Linked DNA regions of Mus musculus: region 1 is linked to region 2. A link is a contact called in public HiChIP or PLAC-seq data. All regions are on one chromosome and are shown on one strand. The core of a region is the stretch at or near the end of the contact, and the rest is flanking DNA. Distances in the headings are between cores, read along the strand shown.

The links. HiChIP or PLAC-seq counts read pairs in DNA pulled down with a chosen protein or histone mark.
Region 1: a contact with region 2 is called in an H3K4me3 HiChIP or PLAC-seq map of pro-B cells, with 9 times the contacts expected there. The contact joins the promoter of Gpr171 here to the enhancer-like site in region 2. A contact is called at or near these places in 12 of 39 promoter capture datasets (the 3T3-L1 cell line, 3T3-L1-derived adipocytes, the HPC-7 cell line and 9 more), 1 of 15 datasets of contacts at CTCF or cohesin (large pre-B cells), 1 of 484 Hi-C or Micro-C datasets (Th1 cells), 8 of 115 datasets of contacts at active chromatin or transcription factors (the 230-238 cell line, CD8 T cells, DN3 thymocytes and 3 more) and 2 of 9 other capture datasets (adipose tissue and macrophages).

What each region holds. Positions count from the first base shown.
Region 1 is chr3:59,097,082-59,103,582 of GRCm38.p6, reverse strand. It overlaps Gpr171 (G protein-coupled receptor 171), which reads left to right and starts at 1,762. Exons shown (of 2, transcript NM_173398.3): 1 at 1,762-1,996; 2 at 5,146-6,501. The coding sequence starts at 5,231. The coding sequence ends at 6,190. All of the region lies in intron 15 of Med12l (mediator complex subunit 12-like), which reads right to left.
Region 2 is chr3:60,465,877-60,472,690 of GRCm38.p6, reverse strand. It overlaps a transcript of Mbnl1 not described here. Among named protein-coding and RNA genes, the nearest start is that of Mbnl1, 32 kb to the left of the region's middle. Within about 2 kb of position 3,095, at least 51 of the 459 cell types and tissues checked have an H3K27ac peak or open chromatin away from gene starts, as enhancers often do. A contact at or near this core is called in adipose tissue, hematopoietic stem and progenitor cells, liver and 3 more, where this site is marked.

The sequences.
Region 1 (6,501 bases), core at 513-3,012, 1.4 Mb after region 2:
ACACTAAGTCTATTCATCAACCAACTTGCAACCAACTCCACCCCTAAATTCTCTTTCTCTCTAATGGACACACACTTTATTTCATGCAAATGTCTCTCCTACAGAGGCCACAGTGTGGCAGTTACAAATTAAGTATGTGCCAGCATAGTATCACTCTTCAAAATCTGTTTGGGCTAGAAGGTCATATTCACTTTCATAAAAGCCAGTCTTGCCCTTACCTACCATCAAGGCTTTGATCTCTGGTAACTCCGAAAGGAAAGGGGCAGTGGGTAGTGGGAATCCAGTCTTACCAATGAAAGATAAATAAAAAAAACAAAACAAAATCAATCACTAATGAGGCAAAACTTCTTCTTCAGACTAGCAAGCTGTCAGGCATGCTACTTCAGAGCTGGGCTCCATTTAAACACCACTTAAATTGTTTTTATTGTAGGAGAATAATCATGTGATATAAGGTACAAGTTGCTAAATAAATGCCCCAACTTATCAAGCTGTTTATGTCAAGACGAGAAATACTTTCTGATTGTTTTCAGTCTCATAACATGGAAAGCAGGTGACATGTGTTCCTTAACACTTAGAAGTGTAATATTAGGATTATGTGTATGTGAGTGTGAATATGTGTGTGTCATGGTACACAAGTGCCAGTCAAAGGCCAAGTTCATACAGTGAGTCTCTCCTCTCGCTCCCCACGCTCTAGGGATTGAATTTGGTTTATCAGACTTGTATGGCAAGTGCTCTAACCTGCTGTGCCACCTCCCCGGATTACATGTAGCATATCTGTGAAGGAAAATCTCTAATCACCTGTACAGTCACATTTATGTGGTTCATGTAAACGCAGAAATAAAGCTTAAATCCATAAACCAAGAAAGGGAACAGCGGTTATCTCTCTGTTCTTCTAACGGTGTTCTTTTATTTTATTTCAAGATTTTGTTTCTAAACTGGAGCTGTCAAGCTGGCTCAACGGATTGAAACGTGCTGGCCACCATGCCTGACAACTTGAGTATAACCCTGTATGGTGGAAGGGGAACCGATTCCTCAGTGCTGTCATATGAACTCCACAAACACGCTCTGACACACATGTACCTCACATGCATACATACAAAATAATAAATGTAGAAAAATGTTTTTCTATCATGAACAACAAAAAGGTAACTATACCATACCAGACTCTATACGGTGTTAATTTCCAGATGGCCTCACAAGATAGCCTAGACTGGTTTTACATTCACCATGGAGCCCAGGCTGCCTCAGATTTGTGGCTATCACCCTGACTCAGCCTCCCAAATGCTGGGGCTACAGGTGTCTGCCAGCCACAATGTGGTTGTGTTATTTTTCAATCAACAAATACCTTAAATAAATACAAGCTGCAACAATATTACTTAATAATTGTACCTCTGAAGTACTGATATCAGTAACTAAAAAACTATCTGCTTAGGTACCTTACTGTCTTTAATTCATAAACTCAATACCAGTTTCAAGAGTTTAACACTATTTTTTTAAAAAACTATTATGAAACAGAACAGTATGTGGTACTTTTACTTTAAAAAAAAAAAAGATACATGAGGCAAGACGTTATCATGGATAATTTAAAATTCTTTTTCCTAAAACAGTAACTGACAAATTTGAGTTACTTAGACAGATGAAATTGTTTTCTTACAAAAACTTCCTCAGGAGACTTTCATACAGTTTAGACCATTTGCAAACCACAGTTTCATCTACGTCAATCTCTAGCATTTTAAAACCACACAAGAAGGAAAGGAAATTCTTAGTTCAGCAGGCGACCCTGCAAAATGGAACTGCTGTCACTGTGGGTAACTAAATAGCTCCTGATTCTCTGAAGACCTGGACCTGGGCCTACTCAGGCCAGAGAAGACAGCCAGGACCCAGGCCTTCTCAGGCCAGAGACGACACAGCCAGGTACAACCTGGACCCAGGCCTGCTTAGGCCAGAAAAGACAGCCAGGACCCTGGCCTTCTCAGGCCAGAGAAGACACAGCCAGGTACGTCCTTTTCAATGAGCTCATTCCATTTTTTTTCCTCATAGAAACCAATGTCAGGATTTTCAGTGTTGCAAGAGAAAGAGTCAAAAGTCCCAAGGCTTTGGAGTGGTAGGGCAACCACTATTAAACAAACTGTAATTAGATCTGATCTGTGGGCTTCTAACAGCACTTCCTGCTTTCTTTGGTCTCATCTGTCTTTTAAAAACTACAGTTCAAATTAGACTAATAACTCAGGCAAGGGTAACGAGCTACTGTTTTCTAGCTAGATTGATGATAAGCAAGGCCATGTTATATCTCCCCAGTAGATCTTAACCAGACTTTCCTCTACCAGTCCGACATTAGCAAATTTCAAAACATGTCAAAAATGACTCCCATGGAAAACCTTCTAAGTTTTCATTTAGTTTAGTTAAGTTTTACACCCCAAGGAATAAGCAATCTATGAGAAAGGACCATAGAGATATTTAAAGTCTGTTCTTCATTTTGCTGGAGTACTGCCAAGCACACCTACTTTGTATGGATATTGTTGTCACAATGTTTATCAAGCTCTTAGATTTCAGATTTATGACAGAGAGCATGGGATGCTACTATAGTACAATTTTGCCTCTCATCAATATATGCAAGGTTTTGAGGAACTATTTTTCCTGGCGTTCTAGACACAATTTAATAAAAGCAAGTGCAGAGCACTCAAACTCTTCCGCATTACTGAATGAGTGGTTACACTGTAACCCACTGTAAGTTACTCCACTCTGCAACAGATGGTCAGTTCTAATTACAGAGAATGCCAATCTTGACAAGCTATTATAATATTTTTCTTTACTATAATCTGTACCAATAAAATGAGAGTTTGCCATATAATTATTCAGGCAATCCAGCACTCACAGAAACAAATAACTATTTTACTGACACTATATAACATCTGAAACGCCTATAAGGAAGTCAGAGAAGCCTGAAGTGGCATTCAGACATGAAGGGTCTCCTTCAGGCCCACAGGTCAATAGACAAGACTCAGAAAAACAGAGAAGGGTAAAGGCTACAGAAATCCAGAGCACTTTGCAGCCTCAATTGATTTGAGAACTGGTAAATAGTCATTGATAAAGAACATATCTAACATTAAAGTGCCACGCTTCTAAAATTCTACCACATGCTTAAGTGGACTGAAGATTAGAATAACCACCCAACAGGACACAAAAAAAAAATGTCTTTCTTTAAACAAAAATGTGTAGTCAACAAACATAAATGGTAAGTGCTTTACAATTTTCATTAAGGTTAGTACAGAATAACAATATCCGTGGACCCCAAGTACCCTGAGACTTCGGGGGGAAAGGGAAGAGCTTGTAACCTCTAATATACTTAAGTTCACACCTTGTATCACTTCAAGATAAACACAGCACGGCCATGAAACACATTCAGCCACTGAATGTGTAAATTAGGGGCGTAAGTAGACCTGAGTTCCATCCCAGCAGTCAGAAAGGAGAAAACTGACTCCACGAGCTGTCCACTGACCTCCACATGCACACAGAAGCACACTCGCAGCCATACAGCATGAACGTGCATGATAACAATACATAAAAATTTAAAGAGACATACAGTAAGTATTTTGAAAAGTTAAAGCTTAATAAGACTTCAGAAGCTGTTTGATTTAAGAAGGATTTTATGACTGCTGAGCCATTTCACTGTCAGCAAACTTTCAATGTCCTGGAACCCTGATAAAACATTAAAGCTTGAGAAGCCCAGATTCTATACTATCTGGTTTCTGGATTTTTCAGGAAATTCCATATAGATTTGCATTCTGTAAGTGGTATTTTTGACCCTGCCTTTAAAACAAAAGAGTATTGTTTAATATGAAAAGGGGTTGCCACATCAAGACGGACAGCACAAAGTACCACTGTGGCCCTACACATGGAGAGGGGTTGGAACAGGCCACTCCAGAGGGAGCATGGTTTAACTAGAGCTTACAAGCCAAGCTGGTGTGCTCCACCTGGAAGAACCATGATGAGATCTTATGGCCACGATCAGGTTCAATTATGGTGGTTCTCTACTGTCCAAGTTAGAAGGGGATTTTGTTTTGTTTTGTTTTGTTTTGTTTTGTTTTGTTTTGGATTGAAACAAGGTCTCAAGTATATACCAGGCTAACATTGCAATTTAGCAAAGAGTGATCTTAAACTAGTGTTTCTCCTGAGTGCTGGCATTACAAATGAGTTCCGCCAGGTCCAGTAAAGTTACATGTTTTAACACAGATGGAATTGACCCTTTTCTGGAAGACACTGTAACCAATAAATATAGGGTCATGTTCTTGAAGCTTTTAAAAGACACTTTCATAAAACTACTCAAAAGCACTTTCATAGAAATAGGTACAGCCATTATGTTCAACAAGTTTCTCTACTAGATGAATTTAAACAGTAAAAAGAAACACAAGAAAGTATTTTCATTAACACCCCAAGTATAATGTAACAAAAAATATTACATGGGTACTCAATATGAAATATGACAGTTAAATAGAATCTTTAATGTTCATTTATAGTGTTCACCAGACACGACAGCGGCCTTCACGGGTCTATAACATTATAAATTGTTACATGATGACAGAGGTCCCGGGCATCAATTCAGAACCAGGGTCTGACCCTTCAATTCTTTTCACTGAATAATATACTAACAAGATTCACAACAGAGGGCCCACGTCTAAGATAACGGCGTAAACCTTTCTGCACTTTGCTGTCTTTTCTTCCCTACCATCAGCCTAGGTTCTTGCAGCATAACGAACGAAGGCTATAAAAAGAAAAGCAGAAAGCCACGCTGAAATCTTTTTCAGACAAAACCACAGGACCTTCCTCTCTCCACTTCCTAGAACCTCTGGTCACTCACCTCCTCCGCAAAGAAATGTCTCCCTCAACCAGTAACAGAGAGCGACACAACGCAGACCGCAAGGTCAAAAACATCCCTTCCTAAAAGAACACTTCCATGGCATTTCCTGGAAGTCATAGGAGTCAGACAGTAGAGAACCTGACTTCTCATAATCTAGGATGCTCCCACTCCCCAGTGAAACTCTCCCTAAAGACAAGGAAGACGGTGATACTTTTGCGTATAAGTGATTCTAAGAAATATTTTCTGATTTTAGTTACTAACATCTTCCTTATGCTTTTTTTTAACAGAGCCTTGAGGGGTTTTTTTTTGTTTTGTTTTGGTTTTGTTGTTTTTTTTTTTTTTTAATTATTGAACTTGACCTTCTCCCTGAAGATGACAAACAGTTCAACGTTCTGTCCGGTTTACAGAGATCTGGAACCATTTACCTATTTTTTTTATTTAGTTTTCCTCATTGGAATTATTGGAAGTTGTTTTGCCACGTGGGCTTTTATACAGAAAACCACAAATCACAGATGTGTCAGCATATACTTAATTAATTTGCTTACAGCTGATTTCCTGCTCACCCTGGCATTACCAGTAAAAATCATTGTTGACTTGGGTGTGGCACCCTGGAAGCTAAGGATATTCCACTGCCAAGTGACAGCCTGCCTCATCTACATCAATATGTACTTATCTATTATCTTCTTAGCCTTTGTCAGCATCGATCGCTGTCTTCAGTTAATACACAGCTGCAAGATATACCGAATACAAGAACCTGGGTTTGCCAAAATGATATCAGCTGTCGTGTGGCTCATGGTCCTGCTGATCATGGTGCCGAACATGGTGATTCCCATCAAGGACATCAAAGAAAAGTCAAATGTAGGTTGCATGGAGTTTAAAAAGGAGTTTGGAAGAAACTGGCATTTGCTAACAAACTTCATCTGTGTGGCAATATTTTTAAATTTCTCAGTCATCATTTTGATATCCAACTTCCTTGCAATCAGACAACTCTATAGAAATAGAGACAACACAAACTATCCAAGTGTGAAATCAGCTCTGCTCCACATTCTCTTGGTGACAGCTAGTTACATCATATGCTTTGTTCCCTACCACGCTGTCAGGATCCCATACACCCTCAGCCAGACAGAGGTCATATCTGATTGCTCAACTAGGATCGCACTCTTCAAAGCCAAAGAGGCCACACTGCTGCTGGCGGTGTCTAATTTGTGTTTTGATCCAATCCTGTACTATCATCTGTCAAAAGCCTTTCGACTAAAGGTCACCGAGACTTTCGCCTCACCTAAAAAGAGCAAGCCTCTGGAAGAAAGATTGAGAAGTGAGAATGATGTGTAAAATGCAGGCTTTGCACGTTAGTCCTTCTTCCTGACTGGACCATAAAGCTGGTCACAGTTTTCAAAAATAAAAGAAGATGCTGAGATAGAAGAAGATGCTTAGGAATAAGAGCCACCAATAGCTAGCAAACGGGACTGGTTCATGCAGAAAGTCCTTTCTTCAATCCAAGCCAACCCTGCACTCTCACAGATGCTGACATTCTTTACCTAACAAAGCACATTGAACCAAGGTCAACTGGAATGATCAAAGTGGGGAGGACAGCCATGGCAAAGACTCAGAAATTCACTTCAATTTCTGGAACATTTACTTTC
Region 2 (6,814 bases), core at 1,846-4,345:
GAGTATGACTTTGGTACACATCAGACTACTGAAGAAAGGAGAAGGGAAAGGAAAGGACAGTTAATAAGCTAGCAGGTTTTCTCAGAATTGGGGTAGTGGTTCTTTACCTGTAAGTCTTAAACTTCCTTTCTCATGGCAGTGGTCTGTTACATGTAGATAAAGCCCTGCAAAAGTGAAACTTACTTATCCACCATCTCTCACAACTTTAGCCACAAGAGTGAAAAACAGGCCCAGATCTTGTATTGCTAAACAGGTAGATGGTTAATTTTCTTACCAGTTAGAAGAGTAAACAGATCTAAAGAAAGATGGCTGAAAAAAAAAAAGTCTACAAATATTATGCAGAGCTAATGAAAGCAAAAACGATAGACAACATCAAAAAAAAGTCCCGCTATGCAGATAGTCATGCATGTTTCATATATACATACATAGATGCATACTTCCCTTGGGTTCAGTCTGACAGATAATGAAAGCCAAGGGGGTAGCCAACTGGTAGCACTTCCTCCCACCTTCCCTTACTTATTGGGGAAGAAAGGGGGTGGATTGCAAGAATAACACAAGAGTTATGCAAAGTTTCATATACTGCAAGAACCATTTTCTGGACTTTAGAAACCATCATCCTGAGGGTATAACATTAAGTTTTATTTCTTTTTTAAAAAAATCTGAAACTTATTTCCTTTCTTTGTAGAGAATAGTTACATCATTCCCCTCTTCTGTTTGCTCCCTCTAGACCCTCCCATACCCCTTCCTTGCTCTGTGTCAAGTTTATGGTCTCTCTGTTAATTGTCACACCCACATACATGTATTTAACATATATCTATAAATACTTAGGTATTATCTGCATAACATCATTTGTATGTTTTCAGGGCTGGCCATTCGGTATTTGATTTCTCAAGCTGTCAAGCTACATTAGTTGCCTGTAGTTCTTTGTATATGGTTACAATGGCTAAATCTACAATATAACTCTGCACCCAAGGCTCAGACATATTTTCCAAAGAGCCATAAAGATAGTAAGACAGAAAACCAGGGAGTTTGCTGAGACGCTATCTCTTGGGAATGTCAGAAGCTACACCCATGAAGCCTCACCACCATAATTTGCCCAAGCATGAATAGAACAAAGACAATAATAAATATGCTAACACAGAAGGAGAAAAATCCCCAGAGGTCTTAATTCCATACCCCAAGCTTTGTATTTAATGGTGTAGTCAATGGACAGATGCATGGGTGAATCACTAAAAATGGAAATATTTTTCATCTTATTACACATACATTTAACATAAATTGACAAGAAGTAAAATAACTGAAACAAACTAAGACCCTTTCCTGTCGTGAAATATCACACAAAGAAAACAAAAACAAAAGATACAAACAGTAATAAACCCAAGTGACATCACATAAAATTTGATTTGAATTCATTAGTGAAATACAGACAGAATAGTCCCCCGAGGAAATGCCACTGCTGAGATTCATTATTAGTTAGGTGATTTTGTTTTTGTATCATGATTTTGTGAATATAACATCAGAATCATTTAGGCCTATAGGCCCAGTCTTACCTCCTCAGCACCTGTGGATATAGTAGTGTCCCCTCATCTATGGGTTCTCTGACTAAAGTTTCAATTACAAGTGTCTAGCCACAATTCAAAAACATTATGTGGAAAACTATGGAAATGATACATTGTGATGGTTTAAATAGGTATGGCCCTATGAACTCATGTGTTTGAATGCTTAGTGATAGGGAGTGACACTATGAGGATTATGTGTGGCCTTGTTAGAGGAAGTGTGTCACTGTGGGGGTGGGCTTTGATATCTCCTATGCTCAAGCTATACTTAGTGTGGCACACAGTCTCCTGTTGCCTGTGGATCAAGATGTAGAACTCTCAGCTTCTTCTCTAGCATCATGTCTGTCTGCTTGCATGCTGCGATGCTTCCCACCATGAAAATAATGGACTGTAAACCTCTGAACTATAAGCCAGTCCCAACCAAATGTTTTCCTTTACAAGAGTTGCCATGGTCATGGTGTCTCTTTACAGCATAAAACCCTAACTAAAACAGATATATAATTTTAAGTTGCCAGAATTCTGTGCATGATGAAATCCCATGCCAGACTCCCTCTATGTGCCTAGTGGACCCACATTGTGCGCACTACCTACCCACAGTCAATTATTATCTACTTTGGTTCTTAGTAGCCCTGCCACACTGTCTTAGGACCTGTACTCAAGTAACCCTGTTTTACTTGATAACGACCCCAACATTCTAGAATAGTGATGCTCTACCCACTTTAATGTACCAAGAGAAGCCATGAAGGACTCCCTCAAAAGGAAAAGGCGAACACTCTTGGCAATTCAAGAAGAAAATAGATCTCATGGTGATGTAATTAATGTTCATGGTAAGGACACAGAAAACACTCACTGGCATAAGTAGGGTTTGGTGCCAATTGTTCTCATGCTTCTACTGTGAGAAAATCTTGAAATATTACCATTTTAGATAATGGGTGGACCACAGAAGTTACGTCTCTTTCCTGACATCAGTACTCTGTCTCTTCTGTCTAGAAGATGAGCATTTATGCTTCTGTGCATTTATTTTGGTGACTATGCTTGAGGTTTTGCCAGCTTCCCAACTTTTGCTCTGGCTAACTAATCCAGCCTACTGCTCTCTTTTTCTTCATCTGAATTTTTTGAGGTAATTACCAACACTGTTTCCTCGTGTCTTTCTTCTATGTTTGTATCAAATGTAACATAGATTTCACCATTTTAGCATGTTATCTGTACCTTCTGAAGCCATCAAGTGCATCCACATTTTTGGAACCTTTAGCTCTTAGCCTTCAGGACTTTCTCATCTATGAACACTGAACAACAACCTGCCCTCCCTGTGCTCCCTAGCAACCACTATTCTATTTCCAGGACTTGACTATTCTAGGTACTATACATAAATGGACTCACATGGTCTTTGCTCTCCTGTGTCTGGTTTATTTCATTTAGGTTCATAAGTGTCTAGCCTCTGTCCAAGTTACCTTCTTTTCTCAAGTTTGGCCAGAGTTCTGCTGTGTGAATATGCCACATTTTGTTCATCTGTCAGGGGACAGTGGGTTGTTTCTTCCCTTGGGGGGTTATGGAGGGTGCTGACCTACACATTGTTGTGCAAGTATCTGGTTGAGCCTCTGCTTCCAGTTCTTTTTGATACACACACACACACACACACACACACACACACACACACACACACACAAAATGATACATCCTCTATTGCCACGGTTAATGTTGGGAGGAAGTGGAACACTATTAAGTTTATTCGTGTCACACTGTCCTTCTGCATTTGTATTCTTGCTTCCTCTTATTCACCAAGTCTCCTTGTTAGTCAGGAAATGAGCTCTGTCACCAAACTGCAAACACATTAAAGGCTTCTCTTGCCATCACTTTTCAGCACATGCCCTCTACTGACCACTTCCTCTCCCTGGAAGTTGAGTTTCCATTCTGGGCTTCCTCCTCGCCTTCTCTGATTTTCTCATAGGAGCTTCTAGCTGTGTAAATGTTAGATACTGCTTTTTCTCATAATTTAGTCTGATAAATTGTCTCATCACACTGTATTTTCAACATGTTTCTACTTGAAGTTTCCATTAGCAAATAGTAACCAATTCTTAATCTTTCCCTTCAGAATGCATGTTTTCCTGGAGAAGTTTTGATGATACATCCTCTATTGCCACGGTTAATGTTGGGAGGAAGTGGAACACTATTAAGTTTATTCGTGTCACACTGTCCTTCTGCATTTGTATTCTTGCTTCCTCTTATTCACCAAGTCTCCTTGTTAGTCAGGAAATGAGCTCTGTCACCAAACTGCAAACACATTAAAGGCTTCTCTTGCCATCACTTTTCAGCACATGCCCTCTACTGACCACTTCCTCTCCCTGGAAGTTGAGTTTCCATTCTGGGCTTCCTCCTCGCCTTCTCTGATTTTCTCATAGGAGCTTCTAGCTGTGTAAATGTTAGATACTGCTTTTTCTCATAATTTAGTCTGATAAATTGTCTCATCACACTGTATTTTCAACATGTTTCTACTTGAAGTTTCCATTAGCAAATAGTAACCAATTCTTAATCTTTCCCTTCAGAATGCATGTTTTCCTGGAGAAGTTTTGATGTTACAAAGTCCTAGGTGTTTCCATGTAATGTGGAAGAAAATAAAATCAAAGATCTGCTTCTATTATTCATTAAGCAAGGCAACCATTATTTCTGTGACATTTCCTCATCTGTAAGGGGGGCCTTAAATATTCACCTAAAAATATTATTGGAAGGTTACAAAACAAAAGGTACGTTCTTAAGGATTGTAATATAACATAAAGACAAAAAGTCCACTCAAATTCTCTCCATTGTTTTGCTACCCATGATGTAAGTTGTGTGATCAATTGGATATGCATATCTTGGTTTTAGCCATACCACTCAGAGCATAACCTATGTTGTGTATTGTGTATATTTGATCCCTGTTATTCATTTCTTATCAAATTTTATCTATAAACTCATATTATATAACAAATTAAATTGTTTTGTGAGATTATTTAAAGTAACTTAAAACATCACTGCATGCTTTTGCACTTTACACCATAATATGAAGATATTTCTAAGATGTGTGTGTGTGTGTGTGTTCATATGTGGACATTTTTGTATAGATATACATAAATGGTTACATATTGGTTAACAATGTATGATTTACTCAATACCTTTCTACCTTACCTTTTGACAAGGTCTCTCACTGAACCTAAAGCTAACTGATTAAGCTAGAGTAGATGGCCTGGAAGCTTCAGTGACCTTGGTCCCCAGTGCTAGGATTACAGGTCCATTCATCTCCTTGTACATGGGATTTTATCTCTGGGTGTTGAGTCTTGCCAGTTTGCAGGATAAGCACTTTACCAATTGAGTCCCCAATCCCTGCAAAACATAATTAGAATGAATTTATATATGGAATTCCTTCATTGACTGAACTTTACAACTCAAAACAGTGCCAAAGACAGGAACAGAATCATGAAGGCCTCCCTTCTTTCTCCCAGCCAGGTATTGGAAAAAGGATTATTGAACCATCTGTATATACATGTTATTTGTCCATGCTAAGGCATCTAGTCAAAAAAGGTGTTACAAGTATAAATTGCCATTAATTTTTGTTGTTCCATACTGCTGCTAATATTTGACACAATAAGACATTTATTGAGTTGACACTCTGTTGGGTCAAGAAGAGATGTCTTAGAAATTTTCAGTTTACCTTCCTAATCCAAATAGAAGTAGATCATATTTTTATTTTTTATGTTCACAGCCAACTTCACTGCATATGCTGCATACACACAGCTACCATTTCATAGACTGCTCATTTGCTGATCTCACTCATTTGTATCTTGGATGTTTGTCTGATCTTTATCAACTGGAAGGGTTAAGAAGTCATTCCATATTACTGTGTTGTACTCATTCGTTCTGGTGCTGCTATTATCATTTCTGCATCATTTTAAAGGTTTCTTCATTACAATTGGAGCCTTGTGAGATAACCCTTATATCCTTTGAAATTATCCCTGCTCTCTGGGGCAAGATACTTGAACCAACTTTGTATATTTTCTTCCTGAGATCTAAAGTTAGTTACTTCTCTAAAGAACCATGGTGATTTTAGGGAATCACAGTTAAACCCCTGTGTAACTTATTACTGCTGAGCTATTGATAGCATTTGGATTAAATTTGCAATAAATAAATCAATATTTAACAAGACGGTTAGAGATGTGACTTATTGTAAAGAGCTCTTATAGAAGACCCAGATTTAATTCTCAGCACCTGTGTTGGATAACCTGGATCTGGCACCTCCAGGGTCTGCAAACATCTAAATTTATGTATATATACCTACAAGTGCATGCATACACACACACACACACACACACACACACACACACACATTCATCATAATTTAAATAAACAAAATAAATATATGAAATATTTTAATTTCATCTATTTGCCAAGCAACATATTCTTGAAAAGCACATGTGTGTGTATACATATTCACACAACATACACACACACACACACATACACACACAAATCTCTGTCTGTCTGTTACTTTATAATATGCATGGCTCTTATGCATCTTTTAGTGCACTAAAATAATTGAGGTTAATAAGCTCAATCTAGGAAAATACCTGATTTTAGATTAAAATTGGGCATTATTTCAATTTAAAAGGACATTTTGATAAAGAAAAACAATAAAATTACAATTGTCATTATTCATGTTTAGGATGTTCAAAGTACCTTTCTAAGAAATTGTAAGTCATATAGTTTGGAAGAGGGTCACAGATTCTTTGTCTTCATAATTTCAATCCTTATTTACTATCACAAATCTCTCTTCCTCTGCTATTTCTTCTCACCTTCCATTCCCCTCTCTTCTCTGCTGCAAGTCAGGAGTCTCTTTACAAGAATCTAAACTCTGGAATGCTTAAAAACCAGAAACTTACCTGAGGACTGACATAGTGTTAAGAGTGAAAAATTCTACTCTTCATATGATAGAGCATAGTCAAAATATTGTTTGAAATTGTCTTCAGGATGTATGTATAAGGGATGTGTGTATAAGGGATCCATGAGATGTATAGGAACTGTGAGTTTAGACCTAGGCCTAATCCCACATATATCATCATGTACAAGCAAATCGTCTCCATATTTCAGGCCAGGTCTATTCATATGACCTAAGAGCATCAAGGAGCTGGAGTGATGAGTCGGTGGACAATGCACTTATCCCACACGCGTGAGGACAGCAGTTTGGATCATCAGAAACCTCATAAAAGTGAAGCTGGTGTGGGATCTGC